Linked DNA regions of Capra hircus: region 1 is linked to region 2. The links are chromatin contacts, called in public Hi-C maps. All regions are on one chromosome and are shown on one strand. Each heading gives the region's core, a stretch centred on a gene start, on an enhancer-like site or on the middle of the called end of the contact. The rest is flanking DNA. Distances are from core to core; before and after follow the strand shown.

Region 1 (4,493 bases), core at 852-3,351, 60 kb after region 2:
AGGAAGTGTACATAGTATTAAATGTTTTAACTGAGAGTGACAGCTGTTCCTCACGTAGAATCATATCCCTTCTATTATAAGACATCCTTTCTCTTGGTGGAGGTTGTGGGGGTGTTTAGTGAAAATAGGAGCAGACACCAGACTCCCCAACTAATTTTCTATCTTTCAGTCGGGGTACTTATAATAAGGGTGTGTTTACTTTGTAAAAATTCCAATCAGTACTTTGCATCACTACAGCTTTTTTTTTCCAAGTTGAAAATAAAAATTAGTTACTTTCAAGCTGGGAGCAAAAAAATACTTCCTCTGTATCTGTATCACCGTGCACCATAAGGGGAAGGTCTAAACACACACACACACCTACCTGCCAGCAATCACTGCCTCTGGGGAGTTTGGGAGAAAAGTCTTGCTTTTTATTTTTATTTCACGCACATCTAAGCTACTTTAATTTAGATCCATTACTTATACCTTAAAAAAGGAAGACAGAAAGGAAAATGCCTGCCTGGTGGGAAGATGGCTGGCAGTCTATGAAGAAAGAGTTAAGCTTCACTCCGCCTGCCTCTTAGCCCAAGGACTGCCGAGGGCATGTGCGCTGCCTACCCAAGAGCACAGACCAAACCAGAAAGTACCTACAAGGGCGCAGCACTGGGAGCTGTCCTTTCCTGGCTGGCCGTCATTCTGCTGTTTGGCTGCCTGATTTCTCTGGTGTGGCCTTCCTTCCAGGCACTGGAGGACTCACCCTCGAGTTCTTTGTAGGCACAGGAAGATAGGAGGTACCAGCTCTCCAGCAGCTTGGCAGTGCGTTGCCTCCAATGAGGTAGACACAGGGCTGCAGATTTCTGGCCTGTTTAAAGTCACTAGTGGCAGCTTCTGAATGCACCCTTCCCAGCAGCCCCCATCGTTCTCTTTGAATTTTAGCAGAGTGTATTATTTCAGATTGAAGGCACAAGGAGAAGAGGACGGCAGAGGATGAGGTGGTTAAATAGCATCGCCAGCTCAATGGACATGAACTTGAGCAGACTCCGGCAGATAGTGGCAGACAAGGAAGCCTGGCGTGCTGTAGTCCATGGGGTTGCACAGTCAGGCGTGACTTAGCGACTGAACAGTAATGACAGTTATTTCAGAGACATCTTGCATGCAATCGCTTATAAGTAAGATAGATATACGTTAGATGGATAACTTTAAAGGACCCTTCGCTGCCTGTGTTATTCTAGCTTGCACATTTAATGCATGTTAGTCAGATGAAGCGAATAGGTCCTTATCAGCTACAAGTGGTGTCAGTTGCTTTTTTTTAAATAACAACAGTAAAGACAGCTCTGCAGAGAGAACCCTGTTTTCACAGTCATCTGTCCTAATTCGTTGTGGCTTTCCTGTGAGAAGTGAGGCGCCTGTGACCTGAAGCTGTTTCAGAGATTTCTTCTCTTCCTCCTGCCCGCCCCAGCCACTCCTGCCCTTTTCCATGACTTCACCCACTTTTTCTTGTGACCCCAGTGAATCAGCACTGGGAGAGGAGACTGTAACTTGCTCCAAATGCAACGAGCTAGCTCTGTACCGGGTAGACCATAGCATTCCTGGTGGTTCCTGAAAACCAACCTCTGAGCCGTGACAGCAGAAAGAGGCCTTGAAAGGAGCATCAGCCACAGCTGCCTGCCGGGGCTGCTCCCTCCCAGCCCGAGCCTCTCCCCTTGGTACCCTTAGAAGTGGCCCAGCTTCTGGGCCTCCCAGCTTTCCTGCCCCGCCTTCTCTTCATCCCACTGTAGAGGCTGCAGGAAGGCCTGTCTCACCTTAAGTGGTTCATTCTATGCTCCAATCAATAGATCTGGGCTTTCCCCCGGTGCCTTGCTGATGAGTCAGCCAGGGGCCCACTGCACTTTGGCTCAGGAGGCCCATCTTTAAGTGTCTTCCTCTGTAGAGAGTGGCCCACGATCATGTCTTATGAGTCACTTTCTGGAGAGTGGGGAAGGGAGGAGACAGTACCCCTCGCAAGCCGGGATGGGCGTGTGCTGACAGGAGGGCTGAGAGGGAGGCCCTTCCCCTGGCGAGGAGTGTGCTGTTACGTTTGGGAGGCTGGACATCCCGTTTCTTTGTGGGGAAGCAGATGTTGACTGGCTTGCCTTCCTTCCTTAGGTGGTTTTTTGGCAAAATCCCCAGAGCCAAAGCAGAAGAAATGCTCAGCAAACAGCGGCATGATGGGGCCTTTCTTATCCGAGAGAGCGAGAGTGCTCCTGGGGATTTCTCCCTCTCCGTCAAGTAAGTATTTCCTGCTCTGACTGCCTGGAATCCTGTCTCCAGCTGATGGACATTGTGAAGCCAGGGGCCAGGTGTCTGGCTCCACACACTGAAGGTGGCAACCTAGGAGAGGTTTCGTCTAAACAGCCTGTTTTAAATCGGAAAACTGTATATTAAAATCCTCATCTCTGGCTCCTCTTAAAAGTTGTCTCTCGCAGCACTAGATTTAGGTGCCCGTGTGGAGTACTCCTGCCTGGAAAATCCCATGGGCAGAGGAGCCTGGTGGGCTGCAGTCCATGGGGTCGCAAAGAGTCGGACATGACTGAGCGACTTCACTTTCACTTTTCACTTTCATGCATTGGAGAAGGCAGTGGCAACCCACTCCATTGTTCTTGCCTGGAGAATCCCAGGGACGGGGGAGCCTGGTGGGCTGCCGTCTATGGGGTTGCACAGAGTCGGACACAACTGAAGCGACTTAGCAGCAGCAGTGGCCGAGCAGCTGAGCGTCAGAGAGGAAGCACTTGTTACTGCTCCCTGTCCCCATCAGCCCGCAGTGCTCCCCGCCACCCTCTCTGACAGCAGCTGGTCATCAGGTCAGCTGCCTCGTGCACCTTTTCCAGGTGTCCAGCCAAAGGCTGCCAGCATCAGCAAAAGTCGACCACAGGAGTTTGGGGGCTTTTTGCTTTTCCCAGGGGTAAATTTAAATGTGGAAGGGAGCTGATAGGCAGTGGGGAAAGGCAGGGAGTCATACCACTGTGGGGATCATGGAGAATATAAACTGGAACTTTGAGAATTCTAAGCTAATCACTCCCCACCCACGACACAAGGGTTTTGACTCCAGTTGTCCTTTCCATATGTGTTTTGACTCTGTCCATTTCTAGTTCACATACAGGAAACCTGCCCTGACCCCACCCCCACCCCAGAAATCTTACTGATGACCTCATCGTTTATGTGATGAGGGGCTGATTAAATTAAAACTCAGGTCACTTTAATATACATTAAAAATGAAGACTGTAAAACAGTTTATTTGCCATTTACGAATGATATCAAGATTTTTCAGTTTCAGAAATCAACTCAATATCTTGTTTCATTTTAGGACCAAATGTGCGGTTAAAGTGTTGGGGGTTTTTTTTACTGTAGGTTTAAATCGAAAAATTTTTGTGTTCCTTTTCTCTGTGAAGATGTGGGAGGTGGTTTCAGGTAACGTTTTCAGTATTCTCAGCTACATTTCCAGTATAGTTTGGTTTTAGTCCCATCATGAAAAAAATCAAGCCCTCTAATGATCAGCTTTCCTCTTCTAGCAGTGGCTTTTCTTTTTTCTTCTTATAGGCTTTACTTTTCTAAAGAGCAGAGTTTATGTTCACTGCAAAGTTGAGTGGAAGGTGCAGAGGCTTCCCGTGTGCCCCTCACTCCCACACGCGCAGAACAGTGGCTTTCTGACGCGCCTGACTACACGCATGCAAACGAGCATCTGGTGGGCGAGAAGCACCTTGAGCTGGCAGGGTTTTTATGCTTCTTATTAACTTGCGTTTCCTTCTCTTCCTTACGCCTTACACAGACCCAAGGATAAACCCAACTGTGGAAGACGAGGTACAGGCAGTTAATCCTTGACTGGTGCCCACAAGCCCCTGGCTGTTCACGTTTGGTTGTCTGATGACCGTGATCCCTGCCCATACTCGCCAGGTGGCTGCTGGAAAGCTCCCTTTTTTATCAAATAAAATCTTTAAAGAGCTCATGTTTTCCTTGCTTTAGAAATAAAATTTGAAACAGGTGTCGTAACCACCTCTTAATAACACAAGCTCCTGAGCCAAGGAGGTTCAAGAATCCATAGCCTCAAGTTTTCAAGGTGTTGGGCATCTGTGGTGGAAAGACTGCTGTCGTTAACAGCTCACCCCATCAGGGACCCTGTACCCCTTTCAGAAGCCACGTGCTATGCACAGCAGTAGAGGGCTTCCCTGAGCCCAGAAGTGCCATTTAAATATGTCCTTCTTCAGTAAAGCTTTCTTGCTCATCCACCTTTTTTCTCATGAACTAGCAGTGCAGTTTCTAAGCTCTTTGCGCCTGTACTGTGACTGCCTTCAAGCTCAGTGCTGCCACCTGCTGGGCTGGTTTTAAGAAGTAGTTTCACTTTAACATGGATGATGGGAGGACGAGGCTCCCATTTGTTCATTTAACAGATGTTCATAGAGCATCTTTGGATGCCAGTGGGGACCTTGAGGACTCAGCAGAGAGCAGGACAGGTGGGCCCTTGCTTGAGCTGATGTTCA
Region 2 (4,923 bases), core at 2,128-4,627:
CCCCCCAAGTCAGCCCCATGACCCCCATCTCCTGCCCAGTCAGCTCCTCCTCTAACTGGCAAATTTGTCTGCCCACTCAAAACAAAGAACGGCAACTCTTCCCTCACTTCCTCCTCCTCTCTGCTCAGCAACTAAGTCCTTCCCTTTAATTTCTATTTTTTTCCCCTGACACCATGCTAGAACCGTTTCAAAGTTGGGGGGCAAAATGGGTTTTACAACAAGACAGATCTAGGTTCCAATCTCAGATCTACTATATTTGGGTTTCCTTGGGTGAATTTCTAATCTCTTTAAGCCTCAAATTCCCAGTTTGTGAAATGGGGATATTATACACAGTAGAAACACTATGACTTTAGTACAAGTCAGGCGGTAAATAGATACCTCTTATTGTTTTCATGTCAGACATCTCCTGCTTAAAAACCTTCAGAGGTTGTTACTTGTCAGTGAAGCCTAAACTGTGCATCTTGGCCTTGCTTCTCATTCAGCTCAGTTCAGTCGCTCAGTTGTGTCCGACTCTTTGCGACCCCATGAATCACAGCCCGCCAGGCCTCCCTGACCATCACCAACTCCCAGAGTTCACTCAGACTCACGTCCATCGAGTCAGTGATGCCATCCAGCCATCTCATCCTCTGTTGTCCCCTTCTCCTCCTGCCCCCATTCCCTCCCAGCATCAAAGTCTTTTCCAATGAGTCAGCTCTTCGCATGAGGTGGCCAAAGTACTGGAGTTTCAGCTTTAGCATCATTCCTTCCAAAGAAATCCCAGGGCTGATCTCCTTCAGAATGGACTGGTTGGATCTCCTTGCAGTCCAAGGGACTCTCAAGAGTCTTCTCCAACACCACAGTTCAAAAGCATCAATTCTTCGGCGCTCAGCCTTCTTCACAGTCCAACTCTCACATCCATACATGATCACAGGAAAAACCATAGCCTTGACTAGACAGACCTTAGTCGGCAAAGTAATGTCTCTGCTTTTCAATTTGCTATCTAGGTTGGTCATAACTTTTCTTCTAAGGAGTAAGCGTCTTTTAATTTCATGGCTGCAATCACCATCTGCAGTGATTTTGGAGCCCCCCAAAATAAAGTCTGACTGTGTTTCCACATCTATTTCCCATGAAGTGATGGGACCGGATGTCATGATCTTTGTTTTCTGAATGTTGAGCTTTAAGCCAACTTTTTCACTCTCCTCTTTCACTTTCATCAAGAGGCTTTTTAGATCCTCTTCACTTTCTGCCATAAGGGTGGCGTCATCTGCATATCTGAGGTTATTGATATTTCTCCCAGCAATCTTGATTCCAGCTTGTGTTTCTTCCACCCTAGCGTTTCTCATGATGTACTCTGCATAGAAGTTAAACAAGCAGGGTGACAATATACAGCCTTGACGTACTCCTTTTCCTATTCGGAACCAGTCTGTTGTTCCATGTCCAGTTCTAACTGTTGCTTCCTGACCTGCATACGGATTTCTCAAGAGGCAGGTCAGGTGGTCTGGTATTCCCATCTCTTTCAGAATTTTCCACAGTTTATTGTGATCCACACAGTCAAAGGCTTTGGCATAGTCAATAAAGCAGAAATAGATGTTTTTCTGGAACTCTCTTGCTTTTTCCATGATCCAGCGGATGTTGGCAATTTGATCTCTGGTTCCTCTGCCTTTTCTAAAACCAGCTTGAACATCAGGAAGTTCGAGGTTCACGTATTGCTGAAGCCTGGCTTGGAGAATTTTGAGCATTACTTTACTAGCATGTGAGATGAGTGCAATTGTGCAGTAGTTTGAGCATTCTTTTGCATTGCCTTTCTTTGGGATTGGAATGAAAACTGACCTTTTCCAATCCTGTGGCCACTGCTGAGTTTTCCAAATTATCCTCCCCCTAAATCCTAAACTCTGGTCAATCTGAAATATTGGCTGATTTCATCACTCTTTCCTCCTTGCTTTCATGTTGCAATTCAGACACCAAGTCCTCCCTGACTACCAGAGCACCAAGTAACTGGCTCCCTCCTCTGCAGTCCTGTATGTAGTTCAGTGGCCCTCAGGACCAACTGTTTTGCCTTGCAGACTAGGCAACTCTCTTCTAGAAGACAAACTGCTGAAAGCAGAGGCTTTGTCAGGTTCATCTATCACCCTGCATAGTGCCTGGCATGCAGCTGATGCTCAACAAATACTGAGTGAAAGAACAATTTATTCTCATCATTTCAGTGGGCTTGTTTTCTCTATAGGATCAGACTTTAGGTTATTCTCACCTCTAGCTATTTTTTTGGCTTCCTGGAAGCACATTACCATTGGATGCTCTGTTCTCTCCTTTAACTGCAAGGAGCTTTTGGAACTGAAAAAGAAGAGTTACTCCTCCAAGCCTGATCTTCTGCCACTCCCCGGTTATGAACTGAACTCGCTAGCATTGCAGGGAACACGACTCTCACGCCTCCGCTCCTTCGTACGTGCATGCTGGTCTCTTTGCCTGGAATGCCCTTACCTTGGCTTCTCTGGCGAACTCCTACACATCCTGCAAGACCCGGCTCAGTCATCACCTTCTCTGGGAAGGCTTTTCTGAGATGGGCAAAGTAGCAACCCCTCTCTCCCATCTTTTTAGCTTCCTCAGCGTTACTCCAAATAATTCTAACAGTATTTGTGGTATTATTTGTTTCTGTTTCTTTTTCTTCCACGCCTCTAGACCCTGAATTCCTTGAGGGCGAGGATTTCTGTTCATTGTTGTACCTTCTATAGTTAGCACTGTGCTTAGCCTGTATTAAGCACTTGATTCAACGGATGAACGAATAGGTTAATTCATCTCATACTGCAGAGTTTGATGTGAAGTGAAAGTCGCTCAGTCGTGTCTGAATCTTCCATGGAATTCTCCAGGCCAGAATACTGGAGTGAGTAGCTTTTTCCCCTTCTCCAGGAGATCTTCCCAACCCAGGGATCGAACCCTGGTCTCCCGCATTCCGGGCGGAGTCTTTACCAGCTGAGCCAGCAGCGAAGCTCAAGCATACTGGAGAATCTGTTCGGACCAAATTCTCAAATATTTCAAGACCTGGTCCTCTATTTGGAGTGCTTCAGGCTGGAGATTCCTTCCTCCTCACCTCCCCCCCACCCCTCAATCCCAGCCAAATTGCCTCGGTTTGGTGGAAGGGGAAAGGAAGCGATTAGGACGTGGAGGAGAATCATAGTGAGCGGTAATTTACCCGCTCTGGCACCGAAAGGGTTCCAAAGACCGGGGTGGGTGGAGCCCGGCCGGTGCCACCTGCTGCGGGGCGGCCCGGCGCCTGCGCCCCGGCCCGTCGCCGGTCTACCTGCCGGGGCCTGGCGGGGTGGGGCGCTTGCGCTCTGGGCCTTTTCCGCCGGGGGAAGTCTCGCGGGGGTGGGGCGGGGCGGGGCGGGGCCGCGCGCGCAAGTTCTCGCGGGACCCCGAGGAGGAGCGGAAGCTAGGCGGCTGTGCTGCTTCGGCTACCGGACGGCGGCGGCGGCGGCGACGACGACGACGGGGAGGATTGTGGCGGTAACGGCGGCGGGGACAGGCGCTGCCCTCTGGGAGCCGCAGCGGGGTCGGCAGCTGCTCGCACTGCTGAAGAGGGGCCGGCCGGGCCAGAAGCCGAGCAGCTGCGCCACGGTGAGCGCGGCCGGTGGCGGCGCCGCTGCCTCGGTGCCCCGTCCTCCCCGCTTCGGTAGCGGGAGTTGGCCCGGGGTGGAGGGGTGGCCCGGGCCTGGCGAACCGGGGGCTGCTGGGCCTGGAGGTCGGGAGAGTGGAACCCCCGGGCTCGGAGCTCCACGTTTCCCCTTTTGGGGCGCTTCCTTCCTGGGCACCGTTCCTCCCCTGACCCTGGACAGAGCCCCAGACCGCGGCGCTGGAGGACGGGGTGGGTGGGTTCCTAATTGAATTTCACGCCTTTTCCTTGAGGGTTTTGCGCCGCAGGGGCCCGGGGAGAAGAAGCCCCAGAGCACCGGGCGCTCATTCCGTGAGTCAGTCTGACTCGGCACCGGGAGGCGGGGGGTTCGCGGCGGTTGCGAATGTGGTAATTGATGCTTCTTCAACCTGCTCGGCCACCACGTCACCATCTCCGGGTGTTTGGGGGCCGAATTTTGGGAGAAAACCCACCACTCCTATTAAATCCTGTGAGCGAGGACGTTTGCTACCGGAGCTAGTCGAAGTGGCTTTGTTTCTGTCGCGTTTTGTTTTGTTTTGTGGGGGACTACTCTTTGAAAAATACATTTGTCAAGAAAAATAAGCAGCGGTTCACTGGAATGCCTCGAGGAGAGATGGGAGGGAATCCCTGGTGTTTTTCATTTTGCAGCGCTCTCCGTGTATCTGATGGTAAGCCCTGTGAGTTACAGCTTATTTAGGGAGTTATGTCAAGGTTGGCTTCACGTACAGTAACAGTATAATTTGCAGGGGAGCCCAGGTGCCCTCGAAGTCTGTCTTTGGGTACTGTTGATTCTCGGAAACAGCGAGAAAGACGTGTGAGAGAAATTAGCGTGTCTCCTTGGCTTTCTAGTGCCTCTTTCGCTTCCCTGCTACCCCGTTGTCTCGTTCTATTTCTCTTTCCACTGCGGACACTAAATGCTTACTTGTATAATACAAGTCACTTGCCCCCTCCCCCCCGTTTTTTTCTTATCTACTTCCCTTTCCTCGTTATTGTCCCCTCTCTGGTACAGTTTTTTGAGGTTTCGGTCTTTGGCATAATTTGTTTTCTCCCTCATTTAAAGATCCCGTGTCTCTGCCGGGAAGATGCCCTCTTTCTTGCTTTATCCTTTAGTTTTGAGCGTTCACTGTGTTCCTGCAGCCAGCCAGAAGGGTTGCTAGAGAGCCGTCCGAGACTTAAGTTCTCCTCCCTGGGAACTGGGAGGTGCGAAGGATTGAATTCAGCCTTAAGTAATCAATACTGCCACTAGGCCCTAAGTGTAGCTTGATTGTGCTTTTGTGTTTTATTTGTTTTCTTCGTGT

Evidence for each region. Hi-C and Micro-C count contacts between places; a contact is called where the count stands out from the background.
Region 1: a Hi-C map of blood shows a contact between it and region 2, with 4 times the contacts expected there. The contact joins the enhancer-like site here to the promoter of GRB2 in region 2. A contact is called at or near these places in 4 of 5 Hi-C or Micro-C datasets (blood and liver).

The regions. Positions count from the first base shown.
Region 1 is chr19:55,401,065-55,405,557 of ARS1.2, forward strand. It overlaps GRB2 (growth factor receptor-bound protein 2), which reads left to right. Exons shown (of 6, transcript XM_018063823.1): 4 at 2,125-2,247. Among named protein-coding and RNA genes, the nearest start is that of SLC25A19, 30 kb to the right of the region's middle. Within about 2 kb of position 2,102, at least 3 of the 5 cell types and tissues checked have an H3K27ac peak or open chromatin away from gene starts, as enhancers often do.
Region 2 is chr19:55,339,769-55,344,691 of ARS1.2, forward strand. It overlaps GRB2 (growth factor receptor-bound protein 2), which reads left to right and starts at 3,378. Exons shown (of 6, transcript XM_018063823.1): 1 at 3,378-3,591. It also overlaps the pseudogene LOC102174336.